Regions from separate parts of the Mus musculus genome. Here regions 1, 3, 4 and 5 are each linked to region 2. Evidence: chromatin contacts called from public Hi-C and HiChIP or PLAC-seq data. All regions are on one chromosome and are shown on one strand. Each heading gives the region's core, a stretch centred on a gene start, on an enhancer-like site or on the middle of the called end of the contact. The rest is flanking DNA. Distances are from core to core; before and after follow the strand shown. Region 1 overlaps Cacna1d (calcium channel, voltage-dependent, L type, alpha 1D subunit). Region 2 holds the start of Tkt (transketolase). Region 3 overlaps Cacna1d (calcium channel, voltage-dependent, L type, alpha 1D subunit). Region 4 overlaps Cacna1d (calcium channel, voltage-dependent, L type, alpha 1D subunit). Region 5 overlaps Cacna1d (calcium channel, voltage-dependent, L type, alpha 1D subunit).

Region 1 (5,997 bases), core at 904-3,403, 440 kb before region 2:
TTACGGAACCCAACTCCCGCCCTGGGCGAGACACACACCTACCTTGAACAGCTGGACCCCAATGCATGCAAACATGAACTGGAGCAGGGTCGTGACGATCATGATGTTGCCAATGGTTCGGATGGCCACAAAGACACACTGGACCACGTGCTGGGGAAGGAACACACACAGAGGATGGGGGGCTGCTATTCTCTCCCCTGGTTTTAGCCGTGAGGTGAGTTAACACCAGGCCAGGGCCTCTACGTCAAGACGCACTTTGAGCTGAATTTCTAACTGTCCTAACCTCATGCTCTGTTTTCCTGGTAATCCACGGTGCGAGAATTGTGGTCAATTGGACGTGCACGTTTTTATCAATCTTGTATTGCACCTATCCACTCCATGTGTGTGCACTGTGCACGGGTGAGTGTGGAACCAGAGGACATCCAGAAGCTGCTGCTCTCTTCCACACGAGGTCCATGGACTGGACTCAGGTCGTGAGGCTTAGTGGCAAGCGCCTTAACCTGCTGAGCCCCCAAAACACCTTTCTTGGGCTTCCTCCAAAGAAGTTGGTTTAGTTGAAAGAAACCCCTCCTGCTCATAGGCTCCCCATCCCAGAAAGACTTTACAGAAATGTAAACCTTCCAGCCTGGTGTGTACTCCACATGAGAACATTTACAACTTAAACACAAGAAAAAGTATTGAGAAAGAAGTACCCAATAATTACTGTAATTATAAAAACTAATATCTCCAATTAACAAAAAAAAAGTAATTTCTGGTGTGTGTGTGTGTGTATGTGTGTGTGTGTGTGTGTGTGTGTGTGTGTGTGTGTTGTGTGTGTGTGTGTGTGTGTGTGTGTGTGGTGTGTGTGTGGTGTGTGTGTGTGTGTGTGTAGCAGTACATGTTATGTGGGTACATGCTCCCACAAACACACCTGTTCTTTGAGGAAAGCAGAAGAGGATATTGCATGTCCTCCTATATCAGTCTTGACTTTAGACTCTTAAGATGGAGGCTCTCACGGAACCCAGAGCAAGAACAGCCACCAGGAAGCACCTTCCTGTCTCAGGCACCTCACACATAGTGCTGGGTTTTCCAGTGTGTGAGAACACGCATGGCTTTTTACACAGGCTCTGGGAGCTGACTCAGCTCCGAACAAATGCTCGTGCTCGCGCTAAGGCTCAGCAAGTGTTCTTACCTACTGAGTCTTTTGTCTTTCATCTTTAGAATGATGGTATGTGGCAGAAGCAGCCTTTTTGGTTTTTCTTTTGGTGGAATTGTTCCACTCTGAAACCCAGCAGGCCTCAGTTCACCTCCAGACAAGAACAGTTAGTAACTGCAGCCATCCCCAACCCAAGACAGCCCCACTCAACAGAGAGGGTCAATACCTTAAGTCCCTTTGCTCTGTTGATTGCTCTGAGAGGCCGCAAGACCCTCAAAACCCTCAGAATCTTCACAACGGAGATGGCGCTGGACCTAAGGAGGGACAAAGCAAGCAAGCGGCTGAGTTACAGCTGGTTAGGAGCCCGGAGAGCAGTTGCTTAATGTGATCATCTCTTAAAGACACTTCACAACTGTGTGGAGTCTCTCTACTCCTTTATGCCATAAAGCGGGCCTCCTGCCTCCTGTGGGACCTGACAGAGCCCCTATTTTAGGCTTACAGTTGCCTTTTTGGAGAAATTTTCAAACTTTGTTATGTTCATGTAAACACTAGGTTCCTGACTTCTAGATTTTCGTGTTTAAGTCTGGGGAACCGTGCTTTGGTACCAGAGCTTTTCTGGCCTTCAAGTAGCTACATCCGGTAGGAGGGGTGAGCACGCACACCTGGGGGTGGGGGTGGGGAATTGCAGTATGCTCCTCCAAGGTGGGGAAGATATGGTGTGACCACAGGGGCAGATGAGAAGGCCTCTCAGGGAGGTGGTGCCAAGTGAGTCCCAAGGGAGCAGAGAGTTAGCTGACAGAGGGGGGCAGCAGCAGTGCATACTGAGGCAGCTGAGCCTCAGCACCCCAGATGTAGGGGTGTGGCTGGAGCACAGGCCTTGGGGATGGGGGAGTGTGCAAAGAAGAGAAGCCAGAAAGAGTGTGGACAGCTCAGAGCCGTGAAGAGACTAGTCTGGAGTTTCTACCGGGAAATGAGCTCAGAGCTTAGGTTCCCAGGCATCGGCCAGAGGGACAATGTCAGGCTGGACTCTGACTGGGTAAACAGAAGGACTGGCATCAGATAAACAAAACCCTAAACTTAGCACTCCTCAGGAGCGGGCTTTAGTCAGTCAGGAAAAGCTGCTACTTCCTTTATCTGTCCCCATGGTCAACAGACAATGGGCATGTAGCTGCTGACTTACCTGACCAGCCTATAACAGAACAAAGCCCCTTGCTAACTCTCAGGCTGTCCTTGCCCGAACCCACCCTCCTATCACTACCTGTCCCCACAAAGCTGACAAGGCTTTTCCTGCAGCCCGATGTTCTCTGCCCCTCGGCCTGACCCCCTGACCACCTCAGATACAGCCTAGGAGTTTGATTCCCAAATAAACTGTCTTTCTTCCCACAGAGTGGCCTAGTTCTGTGGTTTCCCAGTGCCTGGCTTACATTTCTCTTCAGGTTCCTAGAGCTAAGGGGCTGTGTACACGTGTGCACACATGGGACAGCTCGGGAGCACAGAAGCTCACAGGCCAGCAGAAAGTGAAATGAGGCCACAGAAGACACAAACTCGGGTGACTGCCCCGGGTACTGCACAGGGTAAAAAGGCAGTGTTCAGCTTCACCAGAGACTCTTAAGTGTCCCCAAGGTCACCGCAGCTGTCTATCCTGCAAGCACAGGGAGAGGAAGGGATCCCAAGAGACCACCAAGGCCAAGCTTTGCCTGCAGTGAAGGAAAACTGCCACCCTGAGAAAGGATGCTCGAAGTCTTGGACCAGGCCTGAGAAGAACCCTATTTGTCCTCTACTAGTCAAACTGTCTTTCTTTCATCTGCTGTTGAAAGCTAATTCTGAAGAGAATCATAAACTCAACCTAGCAGTAGGCATAAGGAAAAAGAAAAAAAAAAAAAGAAAACAGAAAAGGAAAACAGAAATAGGAAAATACAAATGGCCCCAGCTCTTTCTGGCCCAGGGCAAATTAAGCCGTTCTGGCTGTAATCAGCAGACAGTGCCCAGCCTGAGCAAATTAGGTCTAAGTTCCCTATGTAAACTCACTCTACGGACACATAAATACTTACTGAATCCCAAAGGACACCAGCGACACCCCAACAACCAGCATGTCCAGCAAATTGAAGTAGTTCCTGCAGAAAGCCCCTTTGTGCAAGAAGGCTCCAAAAGTTGTCATCTGTAAACAGAATCGCGTGGCGTTTATTCTCTCTCCTCCCCTCCAGGGTTCAAAACCAACCGAGCAAAAACCTGGGCTCTTCCCAAACTCTTGGCAGAAGTATGACCTCATTAATGGCTGCACACAAGGAAGACAGATGCACACCAGCAGGGCTGAGTGACTGTGTAACTTCCTTCAGCAGAGATGGAAAGAGGCAGCCAAGTGTAGGCACATTTGTAAAGAGACCAATTCAGAGTTTATTCAAATAGGAACAGAACTCTGGCACGTCCAAAAAGCCTGTGTAGGGAGGGACTGCTCCTGACTATGTTTGTGGGAAGGCCTTCACTGCTTCACACCCGAGCTTACCTATACAGTGCTGGTCTGACGGCTCTAAGGCCACAGAGCACAAACGAGTTTCATTGAACCTTCTCGGTGGGAGCCAGAACTCCTGATGTACTTTCCAGCCTTAGTGGCTTTCACACTCCCAGCTCTGGTTACTCTCTAAGCATTGGCTACAGCAAGCAGGCTGTTGGGTGACATTACGGCCAAGCTAGTCTTGGTCCCACTGAACACCTTGTTTAGCAACAACACACATAGTGAGGTTTCTACTGATGATAGGAAGAGCTCAACAAGGAAGTTCTCTGGTGGGAAAAATACAGTGGGCTGGGCGTGGTGGCACACGCCTTTAATCCCAGCACTCGGGAGGCAGAGGCAGGTGGATTTCTGAGTTCGAGGCCAGCCTGGTCTACAAAGTGAGTTCCAGGACAGCCAGAGCTATACAGAGAAACCCTGTCTTGAAAAGCCATAAAAAAACAAAACAAAAAAACAAAACAAAACAAAACAAAAAAAACCAAAACAGTGGTAAATAGCCCAGGCTTTTATTTGCCAAAGCCCAGAGTGAGTAACAGTTCAAACAGGCAGACAGAAAAGCAGAAACTCAATCAACCAGGCTAATGGCTCTATGGAACACATTCCCTAATTCAGCTTGAGGGAGAGGCAGCAAATGGCAAAAACCAAGAACCTGGAGCAGGGACTTGGCGCATTTTGTGCTGGTTTTTTTACCACGTAAGCCTTGGCCACTGCTCTGCTCAGCCCCAGTGTAGAGGAAACGAAAACCAAACCCACTGACCTACAGTTAGGCAAGAAAACCCTAACTTTTATAAGATTTGAACATATTTGGAAAGGGTGGTTTTGAACGCATTGGCAACATCAGTGCCACAACAGGGCAACTCCCTGTGTTCCTTAATTGGGGTTTTGTCAGTGGAAGCTTTTGTGAGGAGCCCAGTCCCTAGTTGCCCAACATAAAGAACTTGTTTTAGATGCACACACATAAACCTCAAAATACTTCAAAGGCAACTGTAGTAACTTCATTTCCCAGCTTCTCCTCATAAGGAGTTGGCTGTAACAACAGCATCTGAAGGCTTAGCTTCTGGAGGCTCCTAGACCTCTGCTGTGTCTCAGGAAGGAACTCCCCCATGGGGTACTCACAGTCGGGACACAACACACGCAGTGACACCACCTGGTAGGCCATGCACGGGCAGTTCATTCAGATACACCTTTGCTCTGTGCAAATGTAAGCCCGTCCCATTGAAAGAGACACAGAACATCTCCACACAAGTAGACCCAGCATAGCTTGCAAGACCCATTGCAAGAGAGTAGTGAGTTACTATTCAAGGACACAGAAGCCACCATGTAGTCCCAGGAGCAAGGGGACAGTGTCTCCTGCCACCTCACAGGTGCTTTTCTTCTCACTCTGATGTCAGGAAGGGGAGAAGGACGTTCACACAGAGTGCTATATCCATTATTAGTGAACCAAATTCAGAGGATTTTTTTTTTTAAAGAACAAAATGCAATTCCAACTAGAATGTGAAGCCAACATAGCTTCTACATGCACTCAAAGTTAAAGAAAAACTGCAAAAACACGTTGGAATGGCCACAGGTGAAAAAAAAATCCTATAGTTTAAAAAAGTTCAGCTTGATCACAGAAGAAAAAAAAAAAGCTCAAAGCACTTCACGCATCTCTCCTGTGCTTGAAGCACAGGAGGGGCCGAGGTCAGAGGAGCTGGCCGGCCTGTTACCTTTAAAATGATCTCAAAAGCAAAAGTACCCGTGAAGACGTAGTCCGCATAACCTAGTATCTGGAAGGGAGGCAAAGAACGCAACCATTACTGCTGTGGCTGCATAGAGGAGGGTCAAGGAGAAATGTATTACCTTTAACAGGATTTCAACCGTAAAGATGGCTGTGAAGGCATAGTCAAAGTAGCCCAGTATCTGCAAGGCACAACACACAGCAGTCAGCCCAAGGATGCCAGATTCATGCCCAAGAGCAGAACCGCCAGCTTCTGTCCAGAGGCCCTTCTCCAGGCAGGACAACCTGCTGCTCCCATGGGAAGGCTGAGACACTCAGAAGGACCCCTCTCGCCCACCCATAGCTCGTCTTTGCAACCACCAAGGAATGTTGGGGAGCCTGGCTTCCTTTACCCACTTCGGCTGACTGGCTTCCCAGGCTCCTATTGTGACCCAAAGGGACTTGTTTCTGAAAGTCTTGTGTTAATAAACTTCCCTCTGCATGGGCTCCCAGTGGGTTGTAGCACCTGATAAATGAGACTCACACACCTTTGGCAGTTTTGAACTTGAATGAAATGCTCTGCTATCTAGCTGTGCCTCATATTGGTGAAGAAATACAATGTCAGTGAAGGAGTCAAGGGTGCCAACCAAGCACAAG
Region 2 (6,110 bases), core at 3,302-5,801:
ACCCAGGGCCTCAGCCAAGGCACTGAGGCTTTGCAGGAGGCCAGGAAGAAGTGTGACAATGGCAGCACTCTGCTGAGGGGAGAACAAAACGAGGGGTTGTGAGGAGAAGAGGCTGGGTATCCAAGAGCATCAGAGACGAGTTATAGCTGGCTAGCGGGTTGTTCGTGTCCTCTCAGAGTGTATGTGAAAGTCTGTGAGGGTGAGGACGTGTGAGCCAGTGTTTGACAAGTGTCAGAGAATGTGAGAGAAGGTGGAGTGTGTGTGTGTGTGTGTGTGTGTGTGTGTGTGTGTGTGTGTCTTAGTTACAGTTTCCATGGCTATGAAGAGACACACCATGACCAAGGCAAGTCTCATAAGGACAAGGTTTAATTGGGGCTGGCTTACAGGTTCTGAGGTTCAGTCCATTATCAAGGCAGGAGCATGACAGTATCCAGGCAGGCATGGAAATGGAGAAACCCAAAGTTCTACATCTTGATCACAGACAGGAAAAGGCTGGTAACCACGTGGCTAGAAGGAGGGTCTCAAAGCACATCCCCACAGTGGCGCACATCCTCCAACAAGGCCACACCTCCTAATAGTGCTACTCACTGGTCCAAAAGTATTCAAACTACTATGAAGAGCATGTGTGAGTGTGAGTGAGTGTGAGAGTGTGAGAGTATGTACGTGTCAAATCTGCCTCCAGCCTGGTCCAAGTGTAACATTTTGCCACACTGACTGCCTGGCCCAGGCTAACAGAGCAGTGCCAAAATTTCCTGCTGAGGTGAACTCAGAGCCCTGTTGTTCCATATTTCATTCCATCATTCCAGGCAACCTTTCCTATCCATCATCACTGTCCAAGTGATACCCTATATAGCCATGCCAATAGCAATGCCATGGTGGGTGCCACCTCTCCGCACCCCTAGTAGCCTCCCAGTACATTCTGGTAGCCATGGAGGTCCCAGGAGGCAGCTGAGGGGGCATTAGGTTATGAGCACTTGCACTCTAAGGGTGGCTGCCCTTTGTGGGAGGTCCTGTTTAGGACTAGAGGGACAGCTCACTTCAGTGTGTGGCTCTGCTCTCAGGTTGCCACGCCCTTTGCTGTCACCTGATGCTGGCATCAGGACATCTGTGCTACTTCCTACCTTCCAACAGAGCACCTTTGTGTCTCAAGGCGGACAGGTTAGAATGGAGGGCATGAGCTGAAACAACCAGGTTCCTCCCTGGGGCATCTCCTCACACCTCTCTTTGGGTGCAGTTCTGACACTTGCTGGCTCTGTTACCTCAGGCACTTTACAGTAATACTTTCATTTCAGTGGCACTTAGTGAGTCCCTACTATGTACAAGAGGTCATTGTAGTCTTCAGGGGTAGAGCTAGAGGCTAGAGCTCTGCTCCTCCTATTCTTCTAGAACTGACATAAGATATTTGGTAGTGCATGCCTTTAATCCCAGCACTCCGGATGCGGAGGCAAATGAAACTATGGGAGTCTGAGGCCAAGGCTGGTCTACAATGTGAGTTATAGGTCAGTTGAGGCAACATACAATGAGAGAGAGAGAGAGAGAAAGAGAGAGAGAGAGAGAGAGAGAAGAGAAGAGAAGAGAAGAGAAGAGAAGAGAAGAGAAGAGAAGAGAAGAGAAGAGAAGAGAAGAGAGAATGCACCTAGAATGGCAGTCCCTGCCTCAGACCCTGACAATGAGAAACACCCATAGAAGGGCTTTACTGGCTCGGGGTCCACCAGGGACAAACCACTGGGTAGGAATCAAAGCTCTCAGTCCTCTGGCTCAGCTTTCCCTACACTGGGAGGAAGGTGGATACCACCATGCACAGCTGAGTTTTGTGTTGTTGCATATGTGCTTCTGTGAGTGCATGTGTGTAGAGGCCAGAGAACCTCAGGTGTCACACTTCAGGTGTCACTCCTCCTGTGCCTTCCACCTATTTTTAATTTAATTTATTTTTGAGATAGTGTCATTAACCTGGAGCTTGCTAAGTTGGCTAGCTAGACTCGCTGGCCAGTGAGCCAAATGAATCTACCTGTTTCTGTCTTCAAGGTCACATACACCACATCACCGGGCTAAATCTAGGTTCTCATGCCTGGGTCCTCTGTAAAAGTAGCAAGGACTCCTAACAACGGAGCCATCTCTCCACCTTGGAGCTTAATGTTCTTAGAGCAGGGCAAGACACTGGTGTGCTGACATGGATGGGGTGGGGCCACAAGAACAAGAGTGGGAGAGAGGCTAGAGGGTTCATGTGCTCAATTTCATTCCAGTAGTGGAGGGAGACCACGGAGGGACAATGGTGGGAAGCAGCAAGAGTTTCCTCTGGCAACCACAGGGAATATGAACAGGGGGCTCAAAGAATCTTGGATCTGAGGGCGACAGGGGAACAAGAAGGGAGCTGGTGGCCAGGTTGGAACCCAAGGTCTTACTCCCAAGTAAAATGTGATTCATGAAGTATTGAATAAAGACCCTTGGACTGGAGAATTACCCCCAACAGTAGGATGTTGGCAGAATCAGGATTCTGATTCCAAAGGTGACCTTGGGGACCAAAGGCACTGAACTATGGCTGAAATCCATCATGAACTGAGCCAACCAATGTGGAACCCCAGGATAAAACAAGATCTTAGACACCTACAGCGGCCAAGAAGAAGAGTTAGGAACATCTTTACTAATATGGGTACATAGCAGTTAGCATTTTTTTTACTGTTATCACATGCATATATATATATGTATATGTGTGTGTGTGTGTGTGTGCATGTATATGCACACACACACATATATATATATATATGTATATATATATATATATATATATATATATATATATATATATATATATATATATATATGTATATATATATATATATATATATATATATATTACTAACTATAACCCACTCAGTCTGTAGAAAGTTACTGGTGTGTATGTTTTCAAGGTTGACCATTTGGTATTGGGTAACCACTTGGTATGCTCTTTCTGGGAGAAGACTACTTCTCCCACTCTCAGGATTCCTTAGTTGCCTGTAGATCTTTGTGTAGAGTTGAAAGAGAGCAAGGATGGATGTATGGAAGGGATTGGAGGGAGGAAAAGGAGGAGAGAAATGTTGTAACTATTTTATAATTTTAAAAAGGACATTCAGATATATAGAAATGAACATTCAGAAATAAAAACATATACCTCTCTAGCTTATGTTTCCATTCCCAAATAGATTATAATTTTCCACTGTGAAGAAGAGGTGGAGGAGGAGGGGGGAGGAGAAGGGAGAAGAAGAGAACAAGGAAGAGGAAGGAGGAGGAGGAGAAGAAGAAGAAGGGGAGGAGGAGGGGGGAGGAGGAGGGAGAAGAAGAGAACAAGGAAGAGGAAGGAGGAGGAGGAGGAGAAGAAGAAGAAGGGAAGGAGGGGGAGGAGGAGGAGGAGGAAGAGGAAGTTAACATCAGTGTCATTGGACAGGTGGAGAAATGAAGAACTGGACTAATAATCACTGCCCTCAGGTCCATGGGGTTGGAAGGCCCAAAGGCTTCTGAGGTTTGTTTGCCTCCTTGACCTGTTGGTGAGCAGAGGACAGAGGTGGCACTTGCCTTGCCAAGGATCTGATAGTGGAACACTCCGAGACCACAACACTCCAGTCCCAGGTCCAGCCCTTGGCAGTCAGGCACTAGGAGGGCCAGCCTCTTTGGGCAGAGCCAGCAGAAGCCAGGGGCTGTAACAAACCACACTGGCAGTCTCACTGGGACACCTGGGAAACAGGCCAGGCAGGGAGCGCTTGGGGGAGGGGTGCTCACTTGCACAGGGCCCATTGTCTCATGACTCTGAGTTTGAGCTCTGTGGAGGACACAGAGAGGACCTGGACCAAAGCTGTACTGGTGCCTTCCTCTGCCTCTGCCCAGCACCCACTCACAGGCTTGCCTTTATATCCTCTCTGTAAATTGCAACAACCTCCGCCTCTGGAAACGGTATTGACCCGAGTGTGTGTCATGGATCCAATGAGACAGATCCAACGAGACTGTGAAGGCAACGCTTTCTGTTACAGCTGCTCAGTCCTCTCAGCTCCACCAGATCTGGTAAGAGCAGTAGGTGCTAACTGTCTCTACAGAGGCAAACCCAGTAATCTCTCTGAATCCACTCTTGTCCGTTGGCTCTAGTAGTCTGAGACCAGCATACTCCTAGTAACTTCTCAGTATTACCGTTTCTGGCAGTGTATATTTATTCTCATGTCTGGGATCTTTTTGGACTGAGGATAATCTGCTGCAGCGCTACCCACCAACCCTGTAATCTCAATCTAACCTTGCCAAGCCTCAACCTTTTCCTTAGAAAAGTGCAATTACTGATTAGTATCTCTCTTCTCAGTCCTACCCAAGTCAGCCGCGGAACTCTGAGCCATGCTTAGAACCAGGAATAGTGGCGAAGTTACTTTGTTGCTACTGTTTGTGTGTGATTAATTCCAACAGGGCACTGTGCTGGGAGAGAGCCCCCAGGCCTGGCGACTTCCGAGAGTCCACTAAATGCGGGGCGTGGCCAGAGGCCACTCGTCGGCCTGGGGTGATTCGGCGCCCCGCCCCACCTCCGCCCCGCCCCCCATGGGCGGGTCCTAAGGAGTCTTAACGCGCCCGCCCGCAGCACCCGTCCTCGGTCACTGCTGGTCGCTTCCTGAGCCGCTGCTGGCTCTGTGTCTCTGTCCTCAGCGTTCTCGTCCTCGTCCTCGTCCTCGTCCTACCACGCCATGGAAGGTTACCATAAGCCAGATCAGCAGAAGCTCCAGGCCCTGAAGGACACAGCCAATCGCCTGCGCATCAGCTCCATCCAGGCCACCACCGCGGCAGGCTCAGGGTGAGCGCGCGCTTCTGGCGGGGCTGGGAGCCGGGTCCCGCGGCCTCCCTGGCTCCGTGTCGCGTAGCACGATGTCGCCACGAGGGCGCGGTCAGATGGCGGAGCCTTCCGCTGCTCCGGAGCGGCCGGGTTCGACCGCGTGGGCCTCAGGTCTCGCGAGCACCTCCAGCCGGCCCGGGCTTCCCGGTTCTCGCTGCGCCCGGGCGCGCCTCCTCGCTCTGCGGCTGCAACCCGGAGGCCACCATGACTGCTGGCGGGAGAAACCTGAGCACGTGTGGGCTCCAGCTCTCCACCAGCATGTTGGTTCCACTGGTTTGCAGATGGGGAAACTGAGATTCCGGCTTTATATCAGTTGTCCAAAGTCACAGTGAGAGCTGGAATTTCAGCCCTTGCAATGTAGGCAGAGAATGTGTGTAGAGCCCACCATTTTGCAGTAGACTGGGGGCCCACCCTTCTCTGCATCTCTAACCACGCTCCCCTCCTCGACACTTCTTGCCTCTCCTGCTATGTGTGGGCTGGGGTCCCGGTGCTGCTGAAGACTCCAGGGTGGGGGCAGGGAGGTGACGATGCAACACCAAGAGAGGCTTAGACCCGAGCAAGGAGGTTGGAGTGCGAGTCTGGGGAGAAGGGAGCTTGTAGAAAGAAGGGGCGAGGCCCACGCGAAATAGGAAGTTCTGGGCTAACGGTGTTTGCACACTGGGTGGTTTCAAGAAATTCTAAGGTCTCCATTGGGCCTGGTATGAGACCTTGAGACAGAGAGATCTGGGCTTCTTGGAATGGTTTGGGGTTCTGGGGAGGGAGATTTTAGGAACCCAGACAAACTGTGAGCTTAGAACAAAGACCAGGATTCTGGATTTTGGCCAGTTCCATACAGAACATATTATTAAAGGAGTGCATTTCTCTTGCCTTTTACCGTGGGTTCCTCCTTACTTAGCCCTTGTGCTTTTAAGACGGGATGTCCTCAGAAGGTTTGAACTGGGAACCCTTTGCCACCCAACTTCCCATGCATACTTTGGACCTGTTATCTGTCTTGGCTTTAGATTGCTGCCTATGATAGAGGGTGCTCCCTGCCCAATTAAGAGACCTGACTTCCTTTTCTCTGGATTTCCTCAGTGTCTGGCAGAGACACTGTCCTCTCTACCTAGCACAGAGTAGGTCTTCACATCCACATCGTTTATTACTTGTTCTTTACTGGCCCCTACATCTCCCTCCAGGTCTGAAGTCTAATCAGAGGGTCAAAGTAGTTGACTGGCTGGTACCTATGCAGCTGAACATTCTACAATGCTGGATACGCATGTAGACCTTTCCA
Region 3 (5,898 bases), core at 3,339-5,838, 510 kb before region 2:
CTGTGTTGATGGGACTTGGGCCCACCTCACTGTTGGCCAAGTGTGTTCCTGACAGGGTCACAGATCATGGATGGAGACAGGGACAACTTGCCAGCATGACCAGACACAGTCATAGAAGCAGAAGGTGGGGACACTGTAACACATGAGCCCTGCCTCATTTCCATACATTCAAATAGATTCTTCTCACCCACCATACTACATCCCTCAGGCCCCAAGATTTTTCATATTTCCACTTATAAACTACCACAATATCAAACCTAATGCAAAGATTTTAATCTTCAAATTTGGAGGGGGGCGGGGAAAACATGACCTACCTCCTAGGCCCAAGCTGGTGACCTGCGAAGCCCCTGCTGGCTGGGCTGTTGTATATTCAACCACACTCTTCACCCTTGTTCTGAAATCAGAAGCCAGAGACCGAGCCTCTCCCTAGGTCTCCACTGCCCTCTGGGAAAGCACAGCTGGAGTGGGTTTTGTGAGAGGTGCCCATGATTTGGTGGTGTTTGTACAAGTAAACCAACACTCCATCCTCCCCAAGTAAAGGCAGAGCTGATAAAGATCGTAGATAGTAAAAAGCACACAGCACAAAATAGAGCCGATCTGGCTTAAGAGCTGGACCACTGTGAAGTGGGTAGTGCACCCCAGCTATGCTCTCTTCAAGTGGCTAGGGCTACACCCTCAACCTTCTAGAACTATGGAGCACAAGTCCACATACCTCACAGACCATCCCAAATGAGGTTCTTGCTGACGGTGAGCAGATCATAGTGACTTCCACCTTTTAATGTCATTAAAAGCAGGAGCTTAAACTAAAAGCAGCATTCCAAAGACCTCAATATCAGGGGGGGGTGGGGCAGGGTAGGAAAACCAAAAAGCAGAACTATTTAGTCTTAAAACTTCCTTAAAGGGGAGGAAAAAACCATGCTCTACAACTTCAAATTTTTCTTACAAAGAGAAATTTAATATTAAATGAGAGGTTGAACCAGGCTTAAAGCAGACATACCGGGAAGGACAGCCTGAAACGCCAGGCAGCGTTGACAGCTGACTTTGGGAACGATCACCCATTCCAGAACACACGTGAGTGTGATCTGCTGATGTTACGTCGCACAGTCAGACAGACAGACAGACACCCAGCACGACAGAGTCCAAGGTAAATGCTGATGGTAGTTTAGCCCTTTAGGAGAACAGCACTCTGCAGCTGGTGTGAAGTTACTATCGGTCTCGGAGACCAAGGGCGGAAAAAGCCGCCCGAAGCTCCCCCAGTAGAGCCAGCTGTGTGAGGAGAGCTCCCCATATGATGACATTATACAGAGTTTATTCTGAAGAACGTTTTGCATTTTAATAAAAAAAAAAAGGCTTTATGTCAGGAAATAGTCATTTACAAACCTTGAAGTGTTTTTGCCTGCATCTGGAGTAAGAATGTCTTCCGAAGAGGTTTGCGAGGTCTTTATAATAAAATTTATTTACAAAAAAAAAAATTGTTTCCACAGGTTGTCTGTGTACTAGTTAAAAATTTTGAACCCAAATTGCTACCTGTATTTTTGATTGCAGAGAATCCTTAGGAAAGTGATGGGATGAGATCTCATGATGCTGACAGGAAATCTTGACAGTTCTAACGATTCCAAAGCTAACTGTCCCCAGGTGTGCAGTCAGAGCGCTTGTGTTCTCGTGAAAACTTCAGCCCTTGCTCCGCTGTGTGTGACAGCTCTCAAAGAGAATCCTGCACAGCAGCTGTGAAAGGCGACAGGACTCCACAGACCACCTGCATTCACAGGACACCACGGTGCTCCCCTCTCCCCTCCTGTGGTATACCTCCTAGATCTTAAGCATCCTTGGGGATGTGAGCAGACGTGGGCAGCTCATCTGTGCAGCTCCACGTCAGAGACCCAGAAGCATCCTGCGTGGGCAACTGAGGGAGCCAGACCAGTGGATGCCACTGGGCCGAGTAGCCAGCTGGACCTGCTGCATAACTAACTGACCAGAGGGTTGTGAAAATAAAACCAAACCAAAGTCAACGGCAACCCATGTGGGTGGGAGGTGCACTATAAAATCATAGAACCCAAAGAAAAGACTGCAAATTAGTCAACTTGATATCTTACGGAAAGATAGGTTTATAGTAACTCAAAATATTTTAGAAAAAAGTTCTGAAGTGCCAAGTTCTTAGGAACTCAAAAGTTTATCCCCAAAGATTCTTTTACTGAACATGTGAGAATTGGCTCTAATTCTCCTAATTCTTTTTAGCCCAAGTAAAAATACTAATAATTTCTAGGTTTGGGTGGGAAACTACGATTGTTAGGACCCGTGGATATTGCTGCAGTTCAAATACGGTACGATAATTACAAAATATAGACCATCTCTTTACAAATACAAATTGTATATTACAAGTCATGTACAGTAAATCTATAATTTTTAAACAAACTAAACGTATCTAAGTTTTACCTGGTTTGCAAGTGCGGTACTCTTCCAGTTTACAGTTGCCCTTAATGTGACAGAACTGACCGTCTGAGTGATGGTCTCTTATGTAAACTGGCATCGCTTAACAAAACGATCCGGTCCCACTCCCCTTGTCGTGACCACTAGTGGCTGGGTTCTGATGTGTACCATTCAGAACAGCTCCACAGAAACCAGGAACCAGTGTGTTGGGGGAGGGGGCTCAGAAATGGATATGCCAGGCCCAGTGGGTGTCTGATATGCTAGACCAATGGTTGAGGTAATGACACAGGCGTGGTGACTGTCATCACCTTTAACCTCTCTCATGTCTGCAGGCAAAGGGGCATGGGCATGCACCCTGGATGGGAGACACCAACTCCTGGGCAGCCCTCTGGCCTCTGTGCAGGCCAGATATACTGTCTTCTGAGGCCGGGCCTGAGCATGTGACATAGCACATGCCAGGCCGCTCAGAACCTGCTCCTACCAGGTTTATGGCTTCCTTGAGGCATGAAATCACTTGTACAAAAGTCTAATTGAGCGTTTTTCTCCCAACTAGTGCCTAAACTTTCCTAATTATGAGGCACTTTATCCCTGGCCCTCCCGTGCCCGTCTCTGGCTGGAGCCAGCCTGCCCTCACTGGGCTACAAGGTGGTAATGCAAATCATCTCATCTGCCAGGTCCTCTTCCTCTCGCCCAGGGTCTGGCTCCTCGTCACTGTAGCCAGGACCAAAGTCCTGGAGCTCATAGTCCTGGCGGTGGGAGATGGGGCCCATGTCCCCATTGGCTCGAGGACACACACTGCCATTGAGCAGGGTGCTGGCAGCACTTTCCATCTCGTCTATGGTTAGGTCACAGGCATCGGCAATCTCATGTTTTGTCGCTGAGACAAATTTGGGGTCCCTCGCGTAGCGTCCCAAGCCTTCGGATATCAGGACCTGTATAGGAGATAGATCGATGGCATGAGGGAAGGTCTGCATCAGCTCTCAGTGCGCGGCATGCTCTGGGGACGCTGTCAGCCATGCTGCTAAACTTTATACACGATGCTAACCATAAATGAGCTCAGCTCTGTTGGTGTCGAAAGCTGAGTGGCTCCACAAGGCTGAGCAAGAGAGAAAGCACTGGGGACGTAGCACAGACTGGCACTGCAGGATGGGACTCTCTGGTGGGACTTGGCAGTGCCAGCTGGTTTTCACTCAGGCCTTAAATGCTGCCGAGAGGCCACCCTCGGGTGGCAAGGCTGCAGAGCCCACCACTGCCCCCTCCCCATGTGATCATGGCTCTGTTTCTGCTGCCACCTAAGATTTGTCCAGAGGTCAAAGGCCACCCATACTCACTGCCTCCACCAGGCTGTCTGCACTCCTCTGCTTGTCGCTGTTCTTGTTCCGGAAGCTGCTGGGGACAGTCAGACTAGCTGGCGTGAAAGTCCTATAGGAGATGTCGGGTTCATCTGTGTACCAGGAGCTTCGGTGTAGGGATGGCAGGCTGCCATTGACCTGGTCCATAGATTCTGAGCGGTCCACCTGGATCAAAGGGGTGTAGCATGGGCTCCAGTCTCGGTATGGAGGGGTTGCTGGAGGGGTGGCCCACGACCGGGTAGAGTGGCTCGGTGAGTACTTCTGGGCTTTACTGGAATCTAGGCCTGCAACGGCCATGATCTGAGCGGGAGAAGCAGAGAGAGGTCTGAGCCTTGGTCCCAGTCTGGCACATGGCAGCTGTGCAGAGATGCTTCTCAAAAACCTGGGGGAAGATGCCTGTGTAGCAGAGGCCACTCAGTGAGCTGGCCAGGGAACCAGGGATTAATAAAAGACTGGGATTCCGGGCTGGTGAGATGGCTCAGTGGGTAAGAGCACCCGACTGCTCTGAGTACCCGACTGCTCTTCCAAAGGTCCCGAGTTCAAATCCCAGCAACCACATGGTGGCTCACAACCATCCATAACGAGATCTGACTCCCTCTTCTGAAGACAGCTACAGTGTACTTACACATAATAAATAAATCTTTAAAAAAAAAGTTGCACTGTCATGCATTCATATATACGAATTGGCAGCCAAACTTCATAATGTGAAAGTGAAAAAAAAAAAAAAGACTGGGCTTCCTCTTTCTCCAAGCCATAGGGCCTTCTCTATGACTGAACTGTCAGTTACTAACTTACGTAACCACTTGGGGATGAGGAGGGAAGATGGATAAGCTGTGATGTGTGAACATACTACCCAGGCCTCTCCAGGCTTCAGTACTGAAGCACACTTCAGGGACTCTGGCTCATTCAGGACAACAACCATGTCTCTCGGCTCTAAGGCCTGCCATCCTGCAGTGAGTGTGCCCTGAAATGCCGGGCACAGTCACGATTCTCACATGTCCCTCATGGGAGAGCCACCTTGAGATGTCTGCTAATGCCGGTTTGCACTGACACTGTAGTTGTAGCCAAGGAATCCAGGACAACCCAGGCCAGTGGCTGAGGTAAGACTTGGGATTCTGCCCTGTGGGTCACAGGCCTCTTTTAGACCTCCTTGGCTGTCTGAGGTTTGGCATCGAGTGATCTGGGTTTCCAAAAAGTTTATCTTTCTTCCATGATGATACAGGCAAATGGGCTCAGTGGTTGAGCTCACTAATTTATCTTCCAGAGGACCCAGGTTCAATCCCCACTACCTACATGGGTAGTTTATAACCATCTGTAACTCCAGTTCTGGGGATCTGATGCCTTCTAAACCCCAAGAGCACCAGACATGCCTGTGGTGAACAGACACATATGCAGGCATGTAAAATAAAGTAACTCCAAAACAAATATTTTAAGTGCTGGCAGAGGTGACTAGAAAATCTGCAATGGCCACTGAGTACATATGGGTTAGAGCTTGGGGTCAGAACCTCACAGAGATCCAGATCTGCTGGCTGGCTGGCTGGCTGGCTGGGTGCAGGTTTCTGACATCTCCCTTCATCAATCAGCCCACACAGCTCTTCTGATGAGATAGTTCAGGAAATATAAAGACCGTATGTGTGGTGGTTTGGCCCAGAGGGTGGCATTATTAGGAGGCATGGTCTATTGGAGGAAGTGTGTCACTGTTGGGGTGGGCTTTGACAATCCTGTGCTCAGGCTCTGCTCACTGTGGAATGAGCACCTCCTCCTGACTGCCTTTGGATCAAGATGTAGAACTCTTGGCTCTTCCTACAGCACCATGTCTGCCTGTATGCTGCCACGCTTTCTGCCATGATGACAGTGGAATGAACCTCTGACACTATAAGCCAGCCTCAATTAAATGTTTTGCTTTCTAAGAGTATAGTTGTCATGGTCATGGTGTCTCGTCACAGCAACGAAATCCTAAGACAATATGTATGTATTCATACATATCTACACATATATATGTAATGCATGCATACCTCTATCCTTAAGCCCTGGTGAACAGGCTCAGTTGCCTTTCATGTGAGCATGTGGGCCCCCTTAACCCACTCTCATGGACAGAGGGTTCATGCACAAGAAGCTG
Region 4 (5,428 bases), core at 1,077-3,576, 420 kb before region 2:
TGACACAAAATCGGCCAAAGGGGCACGAGGCTGAAGTGACCGATAAGATGGAATCTTTGTGCCTTGCTAAGCTCTGGACAGACCCAAGAAGGCTCTCTGGCTTCCGCTCGCAGCCAGTGCCTCCAGAGCGTGGGAAGAGGGCTCACCTGGAACACCGTCAGGAGTGCTTGCGGAAAGTTGTCAAAGGTGCTTCGCTTGGTTTGAGTCTCGTCAAAATTAAACTTCCCACCAAACAACTGCATCCCCAGCAAGGAGAAGATGATGATGAAGAGGAAGAGGAGTAACAGCAGAGAGGCGATGGACTTCATGGAGTTTAACAAGGATGCCACCAAGTTGCTCAGGGAGGTCCAGTGCCTAAGAGTCAAGAGAAGGGGGGTAAGGCCAGGGTCCTGTGAGGGAGGGGACAGCCGAGCAAACGCCAGCGCACCCACGCCTTTACCTGGTCACTTTGAAGATTCTCAGGAGGCGCACACACCGGAACACGGAGACCCCCAGGGGAGACATGAGCTCCAGTTCCACCAGGATGGTTTCGGTGATGCCCCCACACACCACAAAGCAATCGAAGCGGTTGAAGAGGGAGACAAAGTAAGCCTGGAGGCCCAGGCTGTACATCTTCACCAGCATCTCACAGGTGAACAGAGCCAAGAGGACTTTGTTTGCGATGTCTGGAAAGGCAAGGGGCCGGTGTATTTTGAGTCTCCCTCTGGCTCTCCGTCTTCCTTCACCTTCCCTTTATCAGTGCCCACGGCAGATGTAGATGGCCTTATCCTGTCTCCTTGCTGCACCAGCAACGGGGAACATCCTTGTTGTTGGGCACACCCCAGCTATGAGTCTGTACAAGTATTCTGCTTTTTTTTCCTACAACTCAATTTCACCGACTATAAAATGGTAGAAGTGCTCACTATGTGAATTTCTGGACTTCTCACCACTAAACTCTTTGAAGATTTTGCATTAAGATCATACTATGCTTTTTTAACACTCCTATCTCCATACATACTTCCTCATACACAAAGACAAAATAAATAAATAGATAAACAATTGAAACCAACATTGATGAGTAACCTCTTATAGCACCCTAGGGTCAGGTTTTAGTTTTTATTTATTTTTGCTACCTGTATGGGGGACTGTGTATGTGTGTATGATGAACACATGCATGTAGGGGTGACCATATGCTGGCGCCAGATAAGATGTTGCATGTTCTGCTGTATCCATCTCTGCCATATTCCCCCGAGATACCCTCTCCCTGAACCCAAGCTAGTCCTAGTGATCCTCTCTACCCCAAGGAGCTGGGGTTCCAGACATACATTGCCAGGCCTAGCTTTTCACACGGGTGTTCTGCGGACCTGAAGTCAGCCCTTCATGCTTACACAGCAGTTACTCTGCTTACCCAGTCATCTCCAAAGTTCCAAAGTGTGTGTGTGTGTGTGTGTGTGTGTGCACGTGTGTGTGTGTAACAAAAAATGATGTCCCACAGGCTGAGAGTAGCAGAAGCGAATATACAGAAGGACAGCTCAAGAATTCTAAACTGTCCGGTCTAGAACGGGCTCTTTTGGAGATGGCCTCTATGTACCCCTGTTCTAGTCACTTAAAGTAGCAGAATCAAAATTACTGACCAAATATACTAAAGTGAGGGTAACTCTTCCAATATGGCAGGGAGAAGTGCCTCTCAATTCCAAAATTCCTTGGTCCTGGGCTATCTCAAGTTTGGGGCCTAAGTTAGCGGACACTGCATGGTGTGAGCTGTACATCTGTCCCAGGGCTTGCTTGAGTCTGAATGGTTCTTTACCATCTCAGTTAGTCCTACTAACTTATTCTACCACAGCTGGATACTGACCAGCAGTTAGCAGTTAGCTACTGACAAGCATCTCAAATTCAGAACAGAAGAACACCTTCCGGCCATACCTTGAATCTGTGTCAGCCAGTCTGGCTGATTGTAATGCTCAGAGGAAATAGTTAAAGTGTTGAGAAACACCAGGACAATCACCAGCCAGTAAAACGTGACAGACTTCACGGCAGCCCTGCACCTCCTGCGATTGAACCGGTTCCAGCGACGCCATCGACGGCTGAAAAACAAGCAAACGTTGCTCCCTAGACCATGGGTGAGTATGGCATCTCAGAGGCCGACCAACTTTACTGAGTAATAAAGGCTGACTCTATAGCGTAGGCAGGAAAGACAGGACCCAGCAGCACAGAAGTGAAGAAGAGGCCCCATGATGTAAACTGCTGGTCTGAACATATAGCTCTAAAAAGTATAATTGTGAAGGAATCGTGCTCTCACTTCCCCTCCGCTGGCTATAAATAACTGCAGGGTCTGACATATGCAGCCTGCAAGTGGGTTAGAGAACCCAGACATCCACAGACTCACGAGCAGATTCAAGGCTGCACCGGTACACACACGAAGCTCTTGTAGGCACCGTGTAGCTTGTGATCTGTGGAGGTCGGTGGGGCAGGACCACTCAGCTTAGTATATGTGTCTTGTGTAGCAGCTTAGTCGTTACAGAGAAACGATTTGACAGAGAAAAACAGTCCGTGGCCATAGCTTTCTGTTTAGGGAAGCCTTTAATCCTTTCTCAGGTCTCTGCCGTTCCTCTGGCGCCTCGTAGGTGTCAAAGCTGAGTGGGACATGTGTCTTCGTGCTGAGTCACCAGGTGCCCTTCCTAACTAGCAATGCTCAAAATATACCTTTAGGAGAACATCCAATATTGAGTCGTGTTTTCATAAAAATAAAATGAGCAGAACCAAACAGACATGTGACATGTCCCCGCCCACCTTCCCGTCTCTGTTTGTAATTAGAGGAAGACATTTTCTCCCTCTGCCTGTCTCCTTGTGGAAAACATTCTCCATCTCCTTGCCACAAGAGGACAGTTACGGACCACAGACCTAGAATCCAGGAACGAACCAGCCAGGCTGCAAAGTCCCTTTTCTCCTGGCCTTGCTTGCCTCAGTGTCTGGGAGGAGGGCACTTCCTCTAGGTATGACTTAGGAGGAAAATCTAAGCTGCCTCAATGTAGCCCCAGCTGGCTACATTGTAGCCCCGGCTGACTTGGCTGTGTTGCTATGTCAAACACATAGAACCCAGGAAGGCTGCAAAGGACAGGCTTTGAGTAGATCTGGATCCAGCAAGTTGTGCCTTGTTTTTATTCTGCTCTGCAGTTTTCAATGGGACAAATGGCACAGATAACTCTACTGAGGACTCTTAATAGCTCACAGCTGAGTTTCCTGGGATACATGATCCCATACACATAAGTAAGGTGGTCCCAAAATGCTATGCTTGGTGGGTCTACCTTGTACAGCAGTGATAAGCTACATGTGACTTCAACATCGAAGACCTCAGTGCTGTATCCCCTGGAAATGTGTAACACCACCAGCCTGACTCTCCTGGGCTCGATTATGTGTGGGTGGTATGAAAGTCTGCACTCCTGAACACTGGCTATGTAGGTGTCTGGTGCCGGTAACTGGAGATGCATATGGTACAGTTCCAGGGTTGGTGGCCTTGACAGGCATGAAGGGTGGTGGACAAATGACAACTGCAAAATTTACACCAAGTCTAGTCCCAGCTTTAAGAGAAGGGCTGGACCTCAATGATTAAGAGATTTCCTGAGGCAATTGAAAGTCTTCACGGAGGACACTCCAGGCCAAAGACCCTGGAGACGAAGGCACCAAGGCAAGACACCTATGAGGACAGGTCAGTCCAGAATGGCTACAGAGCAGGGGAGGAGTCCAGAGGAATGTTAAAGGCTGAGGCAGGGGATGAGAGGCAGATGCTAAACTAGGAAACAGGGCTGTGGTCTTTTGTAACAGAGACCCACAAAACAACTCTGTACTGGCTAGTTTTGTGTCAACTTGACACAGCTGGAGTTATCACAGAGAAAGGAGCTTCAGTTGAGGAAATGCCTCCATGAGATCCAACTGTAAGGCATTTTCTCAATTAGTGATCAAGGGCGAAAGGCCCCTTGTGGGTGGGACCATCTCTGGGCTGGTAGTCTTGGTTCTATGAGAGAGCAGGCTGAGCAAGCCAGGGGAAGCAAGCCAGTAAAGAACATCCCTCCATGGCCTCTGCATCAGCTCCTGCTTTCTGACCTGCTTGAGTTCCAGTCCTGACTTCCTTGGTGATGAACAGCAGTATGGAAGTGTAAGCCGAATAAACCCTTTCCTCCCCAACTTGCTTCTTGGTCATGATGTTTGTGCAGGAATAGAAACCCTGACTAAGACAAACTCATTAAGTTTTATTCAGACTCAGGTTGAGATAAAATTACTTGCAGCAGGTTTATTCTTTTTGAGGTCTATGCTTAGTCGGAATACAGACCACTTCCATCAGTCATGTGAGTCCATTCATGCCCCATCCCCAGCTCAGGACTACTGGTCTGTCTTCTCTGCTCACTGCTGTTTACTAACCAGAATCATCATATGTGTCATTTCGAGGCTTCATTTTCCTCACCCCAAAATGTTTTTGAGATTCATCAGTATTGCTAACATTATCAGTAATTAAAAAACAAAACAAAACAACCTAATGTTGTGTGTGTGCATGTGCACATATGTGTGTCTTGTGTAGGGTGCACATGCACATGGAAGTTGGGGACAGCTTGGTTGAGTTGCTTCTCCTCCATCTTTATGTGGGTTCTGGCGCTAGAACTCAGGTCGCTTGGCTTGCACAGCAAGCACCTTTCCCACTAAGCCCTCTTAGTGGCCCTCTCAGTAACACTCCCTTCTCCCTGTCACTGAGAAGTACTGTACCACATGGATAAATCACAACTGATCTGCTCACTGTACCATTTGATGGACATTGGGTTATTTCTACTTTAAAATAATTATGAATAAACCCACTACAAACACATATACTTTTAGTGTAAGTTTCTTTCTCTTACATAGATACCGTATAATTAGAATTGCTAGGTCATATCATTACTGTAGCTTTATAAGCGACTACTAAAGGCTTTTTCAAAATGATTGTGTCATATAACATGCCTGCCAGCACTGCCCAAAACACCCAGCAATGTCCTCCTCATTTCTTTGCTTATATACCATGCAGCTTTCTTCTTGTGAACTGTGTGCTGGAACCTTCTTTCCACTTTTATAGGGCTGTTTGCCATTAATACTGTCTCTCTACATATTATTTTCTTCACATATTAGATCACATATTAGATTACATATTAGATCTAGCCTTTTATCAAATATGACTTGCAAATATTTTGATCAGGTCTGTGGCTTATTCTTTTGATTTTATAATAAAATAAAGTTAGATGCTTTAATTCTTATGGGGATCAATCTATCATTTTTCTCTCATATGGATCATGTCCTGGGCAATGATCTTTAAGAAGTCTTTGTCTAACCTGTGGTCACAGTGCTTTCTCTCCCGTTTTCTTTCGGAGTTTCTACAGGGTGAGGTTTTATTTCTTAGTTTTATGACTACTGTTTGCATACAGCAGGG
Region 5 (5,628 bases), core at 1,064-3,563, 400 kb before region 2:
TTACATTAGAGATTTTTTTAAAAACAAATCAACTATAGAGTGGAACAAAAATGTCCGCACATTGGAAGTTGATCAAAACAAGTTCATCTGCTTGTGCTGCAGATAAATCCCAGAACCGTTCTGAAGGACGTAAATATAAGCAGCTCACAGACCATCAGTCCTGGCAGGTCTGGGGCAAAGGGAAGGAATACAGAAATGCTTTTGGTTACAGAGGATTGTTTTCTGGATTTGGGTGGGTGTGCATGCATGAATGGTCGTGTGTGTGTGTGTGTGTGTGTGTGTGTGTATGTGTGTGTATGTGTGTATGTGTGTGTAATGTGTGTGGTGTATGTGTGTGTGTGTATGTGTGTGTGTATGTGTGTGTATGTGTGTGTGTATGTGTGTGTGTGTATGTGTGTGTGTGTATGTGTGTGTGTATGTGTGTGTGTGTGTATGTGTGTGTGTGTATGTGTGTGTGTATGTGTATGTGTGTGTATGTGTATGTGTGTGTGTATGTATGTGTGTGTGTGCATGTGTGTGTGTGTATGTGTGTGTGGGGGGGTTGTGTGTGTGTGTGTGTGTGTGTGTGTGGTCATGTGTGTGTGTGTGTGTTGAGTATGAATGATTCTGAAACTACTTTAGAAGCAGGGCAGGATTTGGCATGAGCAGTGTTGATGCTGGAGCTCTCACAGTGGAGAACAGCAAAGGTGGGGCTGGAGAGGACTAGGAGGAACCTTCTGAGGGACCAGATTATTCCAATTCATGGAATTTTCAGAGGCTCAGAGGGCTGAGGGGGTTGAGAAAAGTGAACTTGTGAGTGCTGAGATTACAGCAGTGTACCCTGTAATTGGAACTGGTACAGCTGTAAATTTAGGATGCCTAAATAGTTTGCTCTAAAGGCCAGTGTCTAGCTGTTTAAAAGATGCTGATGTCTAAGCACACGCTTCTCTGTCTGTCTGTCTGTCTGTCTCTCTCTCTCTCTGTGTGTGTGTGTGTGTGTGTGTGTGTGTGTGTGTGTGTGTACACAAATGTATGTGTCCCCAACCCAGCCACAAAACCTTCACCCTATATATAATTTGTTCTGCCACCAAGATGTTCTGTGGTAAAGGTGGCACAGAAATTGTGGGAGTGGCCAACCAATGACTGGTCTAGCTTGAGATCCATGTCCATGCCTGACACTGCCTGGAGGACCAGGAACCAGAGGCTGGATAGCCCAGAGATTCACACACAAAAGAACAAAATAAGACGGGGGAAAAAAAGTCAATGAACTTCTCCCTAATTCTATTCTAACTCATTTATCATCAGAGAGGCTTCGCCCAGCAACTGATAAAAACAGATGCAGAGACACACAGCCAAACAGTCAGCAGAGTTTTGGGAATCCTGAGGGAGGAAGGATTGTAGGAGCATGAGGGGTCAAGGACACCACAAGAATATGGTCGACAGAACCAACTAACCTGGTCTCATAGGGCTCACAGAGACTGAACCGACCAGTAGTGAGTCTAACCTAGGCCCTCTGCAAATGTGTTATAGTTGTGTAGGTGGGTGTTTTGTGGGACTCCTAAAAGGGAGGGGACTATTTCTGATGCTTTTGCCTGCTTTGGGGGCCATTGTCCTCCTACTGGGTTCAGCCTTAATACGAGGGGAGATGTCTAGTCTTACTGCAACTTAATGTGCCATGTATGGTTGCTATCCCCAGGAGGCCTGTTCTTTTCTCAAGGGAACTGGAGGAGGAGTGGATAGGGAGGGAGGAAGTGGGGGGCATGGAGGAGGAGGTGTGGAAACTGTGGTCAGGATGGAATATATGCGACAACAAATTAATACAAGTAGAAATTTAAGTTCCAGTCCCATCTGCTGCAAGGGCCTAACAACAGTCTCCCTAGTTAGTATAAGAACACTGGGCGCCCACATCTCCATTTCTCAGAATATTCCTCACTCAAGGGCATAAAAAGGCCAAATGTCATCCCACCCTTTGAATGAGGAAGCACTGAGACAGAGGACTGCCCACGTGCAAAGCCAATCTGAAGAGCATAGTGAGCCTCGGGCCAGCCTGGGCTATAGTATGAGATCCTGACCATAAAAAGCAAACCATGAAAGACCCTGTAACTGTTCTAGTCAATTGCAAATGTATGCTGCTGCCAGCCCAGTCCAGCCCGCTAGTTAGAACGTACGCTCCTAATGAGAGTTGACTGACTGTTGTCAATTTTCTTCGGGTATTTTAAGTCTTTCTCTCCCGGAATGTCCACTTCAAACAGGAATGCAAGAAGGCTAAGTATAAACACATGCACCAGAATACATCCCTACGGGAAAGAAAGCCTTCAACTACTGGGATCATGTGTCCCAGCCCAGACGTGCCATCTGGATCAGCCTCCACCGGCAGCCTGCCATTCCCTGTGTGAACACAGGCCTCATGCGGTGGATTTTTTCATGGCTGGCTGGTTAGAAAGCCATCCATTTTATTTCCTCTTTAGGGAGCTATCACTCAACAAGAAATCCCCCTCACGGTCCAACAGAACTACTGTGAGTCTTAGACTGTCCCGTCTATGTGCACCTCATCTGCTATAACAGCTGCTGTATTTGTGCTGAGCAATCCCTAGTTCCCACTTCTACACAGGCTCAGTAAGTCTCTGAGTCATGGAGGCACTTTGTCATTGACAACCAAGACCCAGGTATGTTCCTGTCCCCTCCCTTAGAGAGATGCCTTCAACAGGCTTTGGCATTCTCACTAAGGCATGCTCACTGTGAGGGAGGGTACTGAGACTCTGTGAGGCCAGGCACACAAGCCCATCTCGCTGCTGAATGCCTCTCCTCAGTAGCTCATTGTGGACACATAGGGAGCAAGGGCAGGGAGCAGGTGCTTAGAGGGACGAGAATCAAAATAGCTCAGAGGGGCAGGCATATAGGTGACCACCTATATATAGTCAATGGTAGACCACCTGCCTAGGATGCCCAGGTCCTAGGTGTAATCCTCAAGACCACCAAATTCTAAACAAAGAGTCATAAGTCACTTCCTTTCTGTAGGGCAGAACATTGATAGTCTTGCTACGACGCTCAGGCTCAGACTGCCCTTTAACTTGTGCCTGCTGGGCTGACAGAATCCCAACCCCTGGCTCTGCATTGTATCCTCATAGGCAACAGGAATGGCAGAAATTGGAAAGTCACTACTAACTTGGCTTTTTGGGTGTCATGTGTGAAGCACCGAACCAGGCAGGGAGAAAATGATGGTGGAGCAGCCAGAGCATTCTGTAAACGCAGATGACCGGCTAGCTTTAGCGTTATAGGAATGTGGTAAAAATACCAGTTTCTAAGGCCTCCATTTTCTTACACTATAATTTGAAAAGGGGCCCAAGGGACTTGTCCTTGCTGACACAACCACCCTTACCCTGAGGTCGCTACTACCTCTGCCTTGTTTATGCTAATCCGTGAGGTCAGACACACCAGTGTGATCATTCACCCACTGTAGACCTTTCTTCCTAGCCCAGGGGATGCTTCACCTGCCACCTGCCACTCAAATGTCCCTTGCTTTTAGGAAGGAGTGACAGGGTGAGTGGATGTGGGGAGCTGGTACTCATTCTCCGAAAGGCCACAGTGGGAAAGGAGACAGATAGGCTGGGTCCCCAGAGACCAATGGGGTTCGAAAAACCAAAAACCAAACCAAACAAACAAAAAGAAAACAGCAGATTCCAGTACAACTCCTGAGAGCCCAGGTTCCCCACAAAGGAAATGGGCTACCTTGGGAAGCAGCAACTTCTCCGAAGGGGCACAGACAGGTTGAAATGAATGGATACTTAACACGGTCTGTGTCTTAGTCAGGGTTTCTATTCCTGCACAAACATCATGACCAAGAAGCAGGTTGGGGAGGAAAGGGTTTATTCAGCTTACACTTCCATACTGCTGTTCATCACCAAGGAAGTCAGGACTGGAACTCAAGCAGGTCAGGAAGCAGGAGCTGATGCAGAGGCCATGGAGGGATGTTCTTTACTGGCTTGCCTTCACCTGGCTTGCTCAGCCTGCTTTCTTATAGAACCAAGACTACCAGTCCAGGGATGGCACCACCCAAAAGGGGCCTTTCCCCCTTGATCACTAATTGAGAAAATGCCCCACAGCTGGATCTCATGGAGGCATTTCCTCAACTGAAGCTCCTTTCTCTATGATAACTCCAGCCTGTGTCAAGTTGACACAACACCAGCCAGTACAGTCTGCAATAACATCTGTCTTCTCCAGGCCCACAGACACTCTGCGTGCACCCTAGCGAGCACCCTAGGGAGCACCCTAACAAATGTGAATGGTAGTTCTCATCTCCTCGGCCTCATCCATGACCTAGAAGGGAAAGCAGGAGGACCACCTGCTATGAACAGGTCTCCTCTGTCATTTGGCTCCTCTCCCAATGCAGCAGTCTGGCTCCCTCCTAGACCTGGTAGACAGGATGTCTGGAAGCATCAACACTAGACAAGATGAAGGGGCGCACGAGTTTAGCAGAAATGGTGGTATGCCACTCCTCCATCCTCAAGGCCCCAAGGACAAGTGCAACAGGATGCAAGAGCAGCTTCAGCAGAATCAGAACATGCATCAGGGAAAGCGGCTGGGCTTCTGCAGGAGGGGCCGAGTCTATGCTGTGCCCCTCCCCTTCCCCCCACAACACACAACAGTAAAAGCTCAGGCTTGCTGGCATTTGTATTTAGAATCTCCAGTGTCTTTATAGCCACTGCTACTCACATCTCACAGTGACACAGGCAGGGCACAGGTGTTCTTGTTCATCTCACAAAGGCCAATACTAAGGACCAACAAGGTCCTGTCACATGCCCAGTTCATAGCTGGGCTAGCAGCAAGGCTTTGAACCAAGTCCTACTGACCCCGCTTCTTGCTAACACAGGGGTGGGAACACAAAGGACACCCAATGAACCAGGAAAGCACCAGCATAGTAGAAAATGCTTTTCTGTGTTTCACACTATTTGGTTTTCCTCCAGAGTCCCAACTCTGGAGTAAAATGACGGCCCCTTCCTGCATATTTCCCTATGGCTGTCTCTCATGTCTCCTAGGAGGCACCATTTCAGACCCAGGAACCTGGAAGGAGTCTCAGGTCCTGAGTACACACCCCATAGTCTCAGAGTCCCCCAAACTCTGATCTATCTAGACTTTCCAGAGCCTAATGGTGAATTATAGAACCCCTTGATTAGCTCAAAATCCCAGGGAGAGAACAGTAGCCTGCAGCGGACCACTGCACTCAAACACAGGAGCAGAGCAAATGTGACTGCCCCAAATGTAGAAGGCTGACATGCAGTCTGCTCTGGGAAGTTTCCTTTCTCAAATGCCCTCTAAAATAAATGGGCCACTGGGAATTGTCTTAATTTAGAGACAGGGCTTGTTCTTGCTTGTTTTTAACCAGACTTGCATAAATTAAAGACAAGCAAATGGAACCACCTTATATCCACACATGCATTCATTCACTAGTCCTAAGAGAAGAAAAGCCAACAGACCCTCTAAGATGCTGATTTCTAGTAGAATAAAGGACTCAGAAACTCGTCCAAAACCAAAAGCAACATTTATGAAAGCAAAGGCAAGGGGGAAGTAGAAAGTTGTTTTTTCTGCCGGTAGAGAACAACCTTCCTTAGACCTAAATCACACCCATATACAGACAAAAAGGGAAAGTCA

The links. Hi-C and Micro-C count contacts between places; a contact is called where the count stands out from the background. HiChIP or PLAC-seq counts read pairs in DNA pulled down with a chosen protein or histone mark.
Region 1: an H3K27ac HiChIP or PLAC-seq map of extraembryonic endoderm stem cells shows a contact between it and region 2. The contact joins the enhancer-like site here to the promoter of Tkt in region 2. A contact is called at or near these places in 2 of 39 promoter capture datasets (hippocampal neurons and pre-B cells), 1 of 15 datasets of contacts at CTCF or cohesin (pro-B cells), 1 of 484 Hi-C or Micro-C datasets (bone marrow-derived macrophages), 5 of 115 datasets of contacts at active chromatin or transcription factors (T-cell acute lymphoblastic leukemia, epiblast stem cells, extraembryonic endoderm stem cells and 2 more) and 2 of 9 other capture datasets (liver and pancreatic islet).
Region 3: a Hi-C map of bone marrow-derived macrophages shows a contact between it and region 2, with 16 read pairs. The contact joins the enhancer-like site here to the promoter of Tkt in region 2. A contact is called at or near these places in 1 of 484 Hi-C or Micro-C datasets (bone marrow-derived macrophages), 9 of 115 datasets of contacts at active chromatin or transcription factors (astrocytes, cardiomyocytes, embryonic stem cells and 3 more) and 1 of 9 other capture datasets (pancreatic islet).
Region 4: an H3K4me3 HiChIP or PLAC-seq map of bone marrow-derived macrophages shows a contact between it and region 2, with 4 times the contacts expected there. The contact joins the enhancer-like site here to the promoter of Tkt in region 2. A contact is called at or near these places in 6 of 39 promoter capture datasets (the C10 cell line, embryonic stem cells, frontonasal cranial neural crest and 3 more), 3 of 484 Hi-C or Micro-C datasets (bone marrow-derived macrophages and embryonic stem cells), 12 of 115 datasets of contacts at active chromatin or transcription factors (the HPC-7 cell line, T-cell acute lymphoblastic leukemia, bone marrow-derived macrophages and 8 more) and 1 of 9 other capture datasets (liver).
Region 5: a contact with region 2 is called in an H3K4me3 HiChIP or PLAC-seq map of craniofacial prominence, with 5 times the contacts expected there. The contact joins the enhancer-like site here to the promoter of Tkt in region 2. A contact is called at or near these places in 6 of 39 promoter capture datasets (the C10 cell line, embryonic stem cells, frontonasal cranial neural crest and 3 more), 3 of 484 Hi-C or Micro-C datasets (bone marrow-derived macrophages and embryonic stem cells), 9 of 115 datasets of contacts at active chromatin or transcription factors (the HPC-7 cell line, cardiomyocytes, craniofacial prominence and 6 more) and 2 of 9 other capture datasets (adipose tissue and liver).

What each region holds. Positions count from the first base shown.
Region 1 is chr14:30,102,303-30,108,299 of GRCm38.p6, forward strand. It overlaps Cacna1d (calcium channel, voltage-dependent, L type, alpha 1D subunit), which reads right to left. Exons shown (of 47, transcript NM_001083616.2): 21 at 5,484-5,543; 22 at 3,187-3,293; 23 at 1,362-1,449; 24 at 43-150. Among named protein-coding and RNA genes, the nearest start is that of Gm52106, 32 kb to the left of the region's middle. Within about 2 kb of position 2,154, at least 33 of the 459 cell types and tissues checked have an H3K27ac peak or open chromatin away from gene starts, as enhancers often do. A contact at or near this core is called in T-cell acute lymphoblastic leukemia, extraembryonic endoderm stem cells and liver, where this site is marked.
Region 2 is chr14:30,544,580-30,550,689 of GRCm38.p6, forward strand. Tkt (transketolase) reads left to right here and starts at 4,552. Exons shown (of 14, transcript NM_009388.6): 1 at 4,552-4,801. The coding sequence starts at 4,695.
Region 3 is chr14:30,039,008-30,044,905 of GRCm38.p6, forward strand. Cacna1d (calcium channel, voltage-dependent, L type, alpha 1D subunit) reads right to left here. Exons shown (of 47, transcript NM_001083616.2): 46 at 3,759-4,079; 47 at 934-3,359. The coding sequence ends at 3,066. It overlaps Chdh (choline dehydrogenase), which reads left to right. Exons shown (of 8, transcript NM_001136240.1): 8 at 1-1,459. Among named protein-coding and RNA genes, the nearest start is that of Gm52108, 6.4 kb to the left of the region's middle. Within about 2 kb of position 4,589, at least 19 of the 459 cell types and tissues checked have an H3K27ac peak or open chromatin away from gene starts, as enhancers often do. A contact at or near this core is called in bone marrow-derived macrophages, where this site is marked.
Region 4 is chr14:30,122,880-30,128,307 of GRCm38.p6, forward strand. It overlaps Cacna1d (calcium channel, voltage-dependent, L type, alpha 1D subunit), which reads right to left. Exons shown (of 47, transcript NM_001083616.2): 12 at 1,903-2,063; 13 at 440-665; 14 at 147-354. Among named protein-coding and RNA genes, the nearest start is that of Gm52106, 53 kb to the left of the region's middle. Within about 2 kb of position 2,327, at least 68 of the 459 cell types and tissues checked have an H3K27ac peak or open chromatin away from gene starts, as enhancers often do. A contact at or near this core is called in bone marrow-derived macrophages and double positive thymocytes, where this site is marked.
Region 5 is chr14:30,145,573-30,151,200 of GRCm38.p6, forward strand. The region is part of intron 8 of Cacna1d (calcium channel, voltage-dependent, L type, alpha 1D subunit); the gene reads right to left. Among named protein-coding and RNA genes, the nearest start is that of Gm52106, 75 kb to the left of the region's middle. Within about 2 kb of position 2,314, at least 15 of the 459 cell types and tissues checked have an H3K27ac peak or open chromatin away from gene starts, as enhancers often do. A contact at or near this core is called in craniofacial prominence, where this site is marked.